Linked DNA regions of Mus musculus: all the other regions are linked to region 1. Evidence: chromatin contacts called from public promoter capture Hi-C data. All regions are on one chromosome and are shown on one strand. The core of a region is the stretch at or near the end of the contact, and the rest is flanking DNA. Distances in the headings are between cores, read along the strand shown.

Region 1 (2,973 bases), core at 420-2,919:
GTTTCCAGTTTTCTCATGCATTTACTCTTGCCTTACCCACTTCCATGTGCTTTGTGAGCTGCCTGAAGCTCGTCCTGGCCATCTTTTCTGAACACAACTGAGATCTGGGTCCAGGATGGTGTCTCCTCCTTTAGATCAGTGTGGGAACCTGTGTGTCTGTCATCTGCAGCGAACAGGCCAAACCTGGTGCTAACCCTGTGCTCACACTACTGCCACAGCCTCAGAATCTAGCTCTTAGTTCCCACTACCAACTGGCGTTGTGACTCAGAACAAACTAAGTTTGCTCTCCATTTGGGTTTCCTTGCATGCAAGCGAGTGCTAAGGCTAAACAAGCCCACCAAATGCTCACTACTAGCTCCTACAGTCAGCCTTTAGTTTTGCTGTGGGATACCGGGGAGAAAGAAACACCAGTCACCAATACGCACTGCTGTAGCTTCAATTTAGAAGCCAGAATCCTTGCGCTTGGCTCTTTGCTCTTTAGCGAAATAACTCTTAGCAAGTCAGGTCTCCTGCAGGCTTTGCGGAATTCTACTGCCCACCTACACCCCAGCCAACTCTTTGAATCTGTGTTTCCTCACAGCGGTTTTAATGGTCAGAAATCTGGCAACCAGCAGGTGAGGTAGTTGATCCTAGATGGGACCTTTACCTGCGGAACAGCTGCAAGTGGACCACAGACGGCGCCACCTTCTCCACCACTGCGGCGATGAAGTTGTACTTTCTCCGGAGCCGCCCTGCTCTTGTGGTCCCTGTGAATAAACGGTCCACGGTGAGTGCGTCCCTGGATGCAGGTGTCGCATCTCAAAATTCCCCAGCATCTCCCCGTCCCTCTTTCTCTGAAGGTTCTCCAGACCAGGAGATGAAAGGACCCTCCCTGTCCTACCAGAGGGAAGAAAAGGAGAAAGGGAAGCCCAGTGGCAGCCAGTAAAGAGACCAAAATTAACCAGGCAAGAACACCAGGAACAACCACAACAGGTTGAATCCCTAGAGATGGCGAAGGAAGGCCCACTGAATTCGCGAGCGAGCGAAGTTAGAGCACTCACTTCATCTCCCTCTGAAAAGTAAGAGAAGTGTCAGGAGATTCGCCCGCGCCCCGCTCACCTGCTTCCTCGCAGGCACCCTTCTGCACTGGCACAGCCGGGAGCGCGCCCCGCTGGCGAGCGGCTCGGTTCTCCTTGCGGAGCGCACATAGGCTGGGGTAGGTGCGCCCATCGCTGCCGCACACTACCGCATCCTCAGCACCCTCCGCGCAGCCGCAGGTGCCCAGCCACGCGCCCCCCGAGGGATCCCGGGAGAACGGGGCGCCGCAGCGCAGCCTTGGGGCGCACGGCCGGCCCCGCGCCCCGCCACACTCCTGGCCCTCGGCCGCGGCGCACACTCGGCAGCAGCCGCAGCGATCGGGAACCGGCGCCAAGCCGGCCGAGCAGGTAGGCAGAGTCGGGCAGCGCGTGGGATCGCAGGCATCGGGACAGGGCAGCGAGACTCTGGACCTCCTGGCCTCGGCCCACGGAACAGGCACGGCTGGTAGCAGCAACCACAGCAGGAGAAACTGTGTTCGCACAGCCCACAACCGCTGGAAGCTCATCTTGCTCCCTGACCTCGTCGATTCGACTGTTTTTCCTGGCCTGGATGCTGCCTCAGCCAGCCTTCGGACTTTATAAAGGTCAGAGTCTGGCTCACTTCTACACACACACACCCATATATCACCCACCACCCATGCCATCCCAGGACAAGGGCCACCCACCCCAAAGCCATGAAGGGAGGGGTCCACTCAAAAACCAGTCTTGGGGCAAGGGAGAAACGTGACCACCCACCCACGGCCACGAGATCTGACCAGGAAAACACACAACCAGATTTCCTATTTCACATGTTTTTATTACAAAACAAGCAACCAACCAGTTTTTAGAAAATGACGTTTTGCTACATACCAATTAGGAGCTCACACAACGTAAGAAGCTGGAGTTTCCATGCACTAAGCTCAGTGCTTGCAGGAGGTGTTTCACGGCTCAAACACTGGCTCAAACGGGGCATGCCACACCTTCATAAACAGAGGGCCCAGCAGTCACACTGTGTGTTTTTGCCAAATATTCACTTGATTCAACGCCTACCTGGTATAAGTGACTATAATTGACTCAGGCAGGCAATAACACAGAGAGAGAACGAGGGACTGAGGAAAACAGATTTTGGGGGGTGGGGGTGGGGGAGGAGGTTAAACAGGCGACATGGGAAGCCTAATTTCAAAAACACTGCCGTCTGCTACCAGATAGCTGTTTATTTGGTTGACACTGAAAACAAGTATCAAGTCTACCGCTCAATTACCAGTCCACTGCTTACTCAGAGGGTCATATAAGTCCTGTGTAGAAAGGGGAAAACCAAACCAAACCAGTTTGCTTCCAGTAAACTAGGACGATGGACCTTAAATCTTCCCGGAGGGGCAGCCTTCTACTTGGAAGTAGAGCTGTCACTCCGCCACTTTGACCAGAGGTGCCACTTTAGTTTGCGGTCTCCCATATCCTCGGTGTGGTTCGGAGAATGAAAAACACACGCTTCTTTTTTTTTTTTTTCCCCTGATTATCACCTGACCCGAGTAAGCAAGTCCACCAAAGCATTGAAGAGTAATGGATAGGACATACTTCAGCTACAGAGAACAATACCTTCGAAGCTTTATAGAAGGACCCAACCCCAGAGACTGCTTTTATTCCACACAGGAAATGCAGTATCTTTTATAATCCAGAAATCCCTTCGGATTTATCCACAATCTATGCTTAACCACAAACCCACACGCCATCACACCTTGAAAACTAAAGGTTTATGCACCATCTTTGGCTCACATTAAAATACTGTCCTAGGCTGGATATGGTGGCATAGACTTGTAATCCAAGCACTCAGGAGGCTGAGGCAGGAGGATTATCAGTTCAAAGCCAGCCTGGACTCCGTAGCAAGACTCTAGCAAAAAACAAATTTAAAGGGTGTGTG
Region 2 (2,984 bases), core at 348-2,847, 2.1 Mb after region 1:
GATGCTCCGGAATGGGTGGGTAGGGGAGTTGAGGGGAGGGTATGGGGGACTTTTGGGATAGCATTAGAAATGTAATTGAGGAAAATACGTAATAAAAAAATATATTTAAAAAAGAAAAGAAAAGAAAAAAAAAGGTTGATGCTCTGGGCTGGAGAGATGGCTCAGCAGTTAAAAGGCACTATTGCTCTTGTAGACGACCTGGGGTTTGCTTCCCAGCATCCACAGGGCTGCTCACGACCATCTATAACTGCAATTCCAGATGATCCAACCCCCTCTTCTAACTCCATGGGCACCAGGCATGCACATGCTGCACACACACACATACATGCAGTAAGAACACCCATACACATAATATCAAAACATTAAACAGTGACATAAATAAAAGCAAAGCTGAAATTTAAGGGGGAAAAAAGTTTGATTCTCACCTCGTTGCTGGCAGCGACTAACTTGTTCGTTTTCCCCAGTGCTTCGAGAATATGTCACTTCTGTAAAATAGCAAACAACAAATTACCCAGCTGGCCTTCGTTCACCTCCTCCTTGCCCTCTGACTGCATAAGGCCAGGGAGATTTCAAATGACTGTGTATCTACTTCTACCTCAGAGAAGATACCCATCTATGTAAAAGTAATAGGACAGAACTGTATTTTTAAAAGCTGCACTGGCAATTCTGATTTTCCAATAATTTCTCTGATACATTCACTTTTGAGGGCTGCATTAGCCAAGGGCTAGAGCAGTGGTTCTCAACCTTCCTAATGCTGCCACCCTTTAATACAGTTCCTCACGTTGTGGTGACCCCCAACCTTAACATTATTTTCGTTGCTACTTCATAACTGTAATTTTGTAATGGTTACACGAAGATTGCATTAGCTACAGAAAAAAAAGAGAATTATGAATTGCATTATGAATCATAATGTAAACCGCCTATATGCAGGATGGTCTTAGGGGACTCCTGTGAAAGATTCTGTGGACACCACGGCGGTCACCACCCACCGGTTGAGAACCGCTGTACTAGAGCAATGGCGTGGAACGCAGAGGAGAGCAAGTTGCCAATTAGTGCTAAAACCTGCTAGGAGATGATGGTTCGTGTTGTTATTTTCAAATAATTTACCGGCACTCCTTCAACACTGACTAGGTCTGACAAGACGAATGAAACCTTTATCGTTTCGTTCATTCACCAACCAATATACCCACCCAATGCCAGACACCGTTGTAGGTACTGGGAAATCAGATGGATCGCACCCTCCTCCAGCTCATCTGTTTACTTAAGCCCAATTCTCTCACATTTAACTGTGCGCATGGCCAAGAAAGGGAGGAGGCTGGAAAGAGGGAGCTGGGTTTAAGGACTCCACCGCCCAAGGCTGGCGATCCCCGGGTTCAAGACCAGTACCCCTGAAGTTGCCCTCGTCGCTAAAGGTGGTAGTTAGGACCCCTTCGGTGACCACGCAGCCGCAGTCGGAGCACACCAGCTGGCTCTGAGAATAATGCGAATCTTCCACGAGCTCGGAGGAGCCGCAATCCGGGCAGCGGCTTCCGTTCGGCATCTCGTCGGTCGGTCCAGGGCTGCGGTACCGCCGTCAGGCACAAACTCCCAGAGAACTTGTAACTGGGCAGCGGCAATAAAGTGGAGGGGCGCTTATTCCGGATGCACCATCCTCCTCCGGCCAGCTGGCCAATCGGCTGGCAGTTTGCTCCTCCCCTCGGCAGTACGCCACTTCCGATCCCTTCTGTGGACTCGGGTAGAAACCTGAGTTAGAAAGGGAGGTTCCTGGATTTAACTGTTTCTCAGGCTCTCTGGGTTTTTGTGGTTAGGCCACGTGGGGAGTTGACACAAACCACAGATGTGGAATTGTTGTCTGCAAAACACTATTTTTTAAAATATATTATCCAATTTATAATTTATTTTTTAGCCTATCATGCTTATGTAGCCCAGGCTGACCTAAAATACTGATCCTCCTGCCTCTGCCTACTACATGCTGGGATTACAGGCTTGTATTACCATGCCTGATTTAACTCCCTTCAAAAAAGTGGAACCAGTTTTTTCCTTTCTATGTAGTAAGGAACGTTAAGTTTGACCGTAGTAGAAAATAGATCACTCTGCAGTGAGAGAGCAGTAAATTGTGTTGTACTCTACGGACCTCCCCACACTAAGTTGCCGTCTCTCTTTCAAAGTCTCTCTTGTTGTTGTTGTTTTCCAACATATTTCTTTAATCCTAGCATTTAGGAGGTAGAGATTGAGCCAAGCCTGGTGTACATAATGAGTTCAGTCCAGTCAGAGCAACTTAATAAGAACATGTCTCTAAATAAATACAATAAGATGAACTAAAATCTTGAGTGGTAGATTTAAATATCTTCAGAGAATAGCATGAAAAACCATAGTTCTCTCCTCAAAGAGGATGTACAAGAGTTTATGCTAGAGCCAAAAAGGAGGACTTGAGCCCAGGAACAGATAGATACAAGTTTCTCCAAATAACACATAGAACTGTTAAGTGGTTACATGAAGATTGCATTAGATTTAGAACAAAGAGAGCCATATATCATACGATAGGGACCACTGGTAATAACATTACAGAATATGGGGAAACCCTTTCCATGGGTTTCAGATGCTATCTTCTGAATTGATGGAGGCTAGGAGTTGGTAAGAATGCATTTTAAATTGTCGGATTTTATTGTTGGTTTGATTTGGGTGTTTTGTTTTGTTTTGTACTTTAAGACAAGAGTCACTGTATATCTCTGGCTGTCTTGGAACTCATTATATATACCAGGATAGTCTTAAACTCACAGAAATCTGCCTCTCTCTACCTTCTGAGTGCTAGGATTAAAGACATTTGCTACTACATCTGGCCTTCAAACACACACATACACACACACACACACACACACACACCTCCTCTCTCCCCTTCAACTTTTGGCAAACTGGAAGCTACAGGCCGACTCAGACATGTTTAAAACCTTGAACTTTGAGCTATCCACGTGGCACGTGCCTTT
Region 3 (3,255 bases), core at 286-2,785, 2.9 Mb before region 1:
GGAAAGCCTCCTCCCAGAGATGCGGGACTATCATTAAGTCTGGCCACTTGGTCAGGTGGGAGGTCGACACAGCAAAGATGTCAGAATTATTGCCAGTGACCTTTTTTTTCTGTTTAAATTGTTCAAAGTGTAACCTGGGGCTGGGATCTAAAAGAGATTTAAGGATGAGAGTAGTGTAAAATGCACAAGCCTACCCCAGGAAGCAGAGGCAGACATTCTTGAGTTCAAGGCCAGCCTGGTCTACAGATCAAGTTCCAGGCAGCTAGAGCTACAGAGAAACCCTGTCTCAAAACAACAACAAAAACCAAAGCGACAAGAAAGCACCAGTCTAAAGTGTTTAAAAAGCCAATGAAGTCTCGTATTCAGGGCTGGCTCTTCCTTGGGTGCTAGCCAGAGCGAACAACTTCTACTAAAGAGCTTTAAAGAGTAACCACTAAGGGTGTGGAGTGTCTCCTCCCTGGGAAAAGAGATTATTCCTATAACAACACAATAGGAGATTTCTCAATTTAGACAAATGATCCCATGAATCAGAAATTACATGCAAGGTGCTGTTTTAGGCTTACTATTACTGTGATGAAAACACTCTCACCAAAGGCAACTTGGGGAAGAATGGGTTCATTTACTAATATCTCCATAGTACAGTTAGCTCATCATCAAAAGCAGTTAGGGCAGGAACTTGGTGCCATGAAGAAGTGTAGCTACAAGGCTTGCTCTGCCTGGTTTGTTTGTTTTTGTTTTTAAATAGCACTCAAGACCACTAGCCCAGGGGTGGCACCGCCCACAATGGGCGGGGCCCTCCCTCTCCCATCAATCTCTAATTAAGAAGATGCCCTACAGGCTGGCCTACAGCCTGCCTGATCTTGTGGAAACATCTTCTCAGTTTAGGTTCCCTCCTCTCAGGACTCTAGCTTGTGCTCAATGATAGAATACTTGCCTAGCGTATACAAAGCTCTGAGGTTCATCCTCCCAAATAAATAAATAAATAAATAAATAGCATCAAATGTCCTAATCGAGTGAAAATTGCAGGGAACACATTTCAATATAGGGTTCCAGAAACAACTGTGTAGAGAGATCTGATACCAGTCGCCAAATTCTGACCAACTTACATAAGTTTTCCACATTCTTGCTGCAGACCATTCAACTCCATTTTTCCAAAACGTCCAGGACATCATGCAAACAGTCCCAGCCTCACCTCCACGTTCCAAGCACAGAGATAGGAGAACCCGGGAGCTAGCGAGCGCGCGCGCAGGCGCAGTCGGGGGTCCGGGCAGCCCCGCCCCCGCCCTCAGACCCCGAAGATAAACCGCTGGCCCCGGCAGGAGCCGAGCCACGCGCTACCCTCGGCAGCGGCCTGGGCTCTCAGAGAGAGTTAGCGGCCGAGGCCCCGTGCCATCGCTCACCTCGGAAGGCCGGCTGGTCTCGCCTGGTCGGGGGCAGCTGCAGGTCCCGGGTCACCGGCAAGGGATTCCTCGCAGCCCTGCCAAGGAAGCGTTTCCTGGACTCTGCCATCGCTTAATGAGCGCGCCTCGGCGCCGGCGTGGATTGAACGGACCAATGAGCGCGGAGGGGCGGGGCCCAGGCGAGGGGCGGGGCCGTCCCAGAATCCAGAGACTTGGCAGCCGGCGAGAAATTTCAAAATCGAACAAAGCTCTCCCAACTGGATGGATGACGCCGTTGGAGCGGGCTTGTTGAATCCTCAGGATATAGCAGGACCAGGCTTGACAAGTCAGGACATGTCTTCAGACACAGCCCAGAGGAAGCCAAAGGACCGCAGTGACTGCACCTGTCAAATGCTGGTGCGCTCCTTAGGGATAAGGCTCATTGCTTTCCCTGAGGACAAGTTCCCGAATGATCTTTGGAGCTGCTTAACAGAATTAGGTTGCGATTATACCTCGCAAGCGAGATGATGAGCTCAGATGTTAGGTGTCTCGTGTTTGCACAGCTTGCAAACAAAACCTTTTTTTTTTTTTTTCTTTTTTCGGTTTTTCAAGACAGGGTTTCTCTGTATAGCACTGGCTGCCCTGGGACTCACTCTGTAGACCAGGCTGGCCTCGAACTCAGAAATCCACCTGCCTCTGTCTCCCAAATGCTGGGATTAAAGGCGTGTGCCACCACTTGCCCGACTTTGCAAACAAAATCTTAAGTTGAGATCTACCTTTGTGCTGTTATTTTATTGAAAATCTTGCTACGTAGCACAGGCTGGCCTAGAACTCACTTGCAGTCTTCCTTGACCTCCTGAGTGCTAAGATTACAACTCTATGCCCAGCCCTTTCTGTGCATTTATATATGCATTTGTGAAATGCAAACAAGTGTAGGAGACAGAAGAAAAAGAAAACTGAGGATATAACCCTCTGCTCTTTCAAGGCAGGATATAATTCTGTGAAGTTAAACCTATTGTGTGTTATAAAAAGATAAAGGAAAGAAGGAATATGTTTTGGTGGATGTGTAGTCAGGTATGGGGTGCCCCCGCAGGCCCATGGGTATAGTATAGAATAGAGTTTACTCAGGGAATGGGGAAGGGAGTTAAAAGGGTATTAGAGACAGAGAAAGGCAGAGAGAGTTGAGGAATAGAGGCTGGCTGAGAGCACATGTAGACAAGGGGGAGTAGGGGTGAGAGGACAGAGCAGGAGCAAGAAGACAAGAGAGAGCAAAGGAGGGAAGAGGGCAGAGGTAGCAAGCAGCCCCTCTCATAGTGAGTCAGGCAAGCCTGGCTATTGCCAGGTAACTGTGGGGCGGAGCTTAGACAGAATGCTAACAAAACCAACTCCTGTTGAACAATTTGTCTATGTTTGTCTTTTTAGGCATGCTGCCTTAACCTTTGACGCCCATCATTTAAACATGTCACCAACATAAAACCCAGACATGCTAACAGTGGTGGTTCATTGCTGTACTCCCTCAGAAAAATGACATGTGTGAAACATATTTCTAGGAAAAAAGCTACATCTTCAAACTGATTAACTGATTGGAACCTCAAAGGTTGTGGAGAGCTTGGGATGTTGCAGGACCAGGGCCCAGATACAACCTATCTTGAGCTATCTGTAACCCATTAAATAGCCACCCCTTGCCCCTATCCCAACCCCCACCTCAGACCTTAGGACACCTGACATCATGTTAGACGCCTTGTTTTGTTTGTTTGTTTGTTTGTTTGTTTGTTTGTTTAAGTGAGGGAGAACAACTGGAGGATGGTCTGGGTCTGGTTGCCCCCTAACTGTACACCCAGAGAAGCTATGTAAATCTTGCTCCCCAATTTAAAGT

The links. Promoter capture Hi-C pulls out the DNA fragments that hold promoters and counts their contacts.
Region 2: a promoter capture Hi-C map of liver shows a contact between it and region 1, with 2.3 times the contacts expected there. The contact joins the promoter of Brf2 here to the promoter of Htra4 in region 1. A contact is called at or near these places in 1 of 39 promoter capture datasets (liver) and 1 of 9 other capture datasets (liver).
Region 3: a promoter capture Hi-C map of liver shows a contact between it and region 1, with 2.9 times the contacts expected there. The contact joins the promoter of Ckap2 here to the promoter of Htra4 in region 1. A contact is called at or near these places in 3 of 39 promoter capture datasets (embryonic stem cells, liver and pre-B cells).

The regions. Positions count from the first base shown.
Region 1 is chr8:25,037,293-25,040,265 of GRCm38.p6, forward strand. It overlaps Htra4 (HtrA serine peptidase 4), which reads right to left and starts at 1,670. Exons shown (of 9, transcript NM_001081187.3): 1 at 1,099-1,670; 2 at 647-746. The coding sequence starts at 1,582. Plekha2 (pleckstrin homology domain-containing, family A (phosphoinositide binding specific) member 2) reads right to left here. Exons shown (of 12, transcript NM_031257.3): 12 at 1,852-2,973.
Region 2 is chr8:27,127,035-27,130,018 of GRCm38.p6, forward strand. It overlaps Brf2 (BRF2, RNA polymerase III transcription initiation factor 50kDa subunit), which reads right to left and starts at 1,598. Exons shown (of 4, transcript NM_025686.2): 1 at 1,387-1,598; 2 at 426-485. The coding sequence starts at 1,540.
Region 3 is chr8:22,184,284-22,187,538 of GRCm38.p6, forward strand. Ckap2 (cytoskeleton associated protein 2) reads right to left here and starts at 1,536. Exons shown (of 9, transcript NM_001004140.2): 1 at 1,401-1,536. The coding sequence starts at 1,509. It overlaps Gm29878 (a long non-coding RNA gene), which reads left to right and starts at 1,745. Exons shown (of 2, transcript XR_378798.3): 1 at 1,745-1,796; 2 at 2,802-2,869.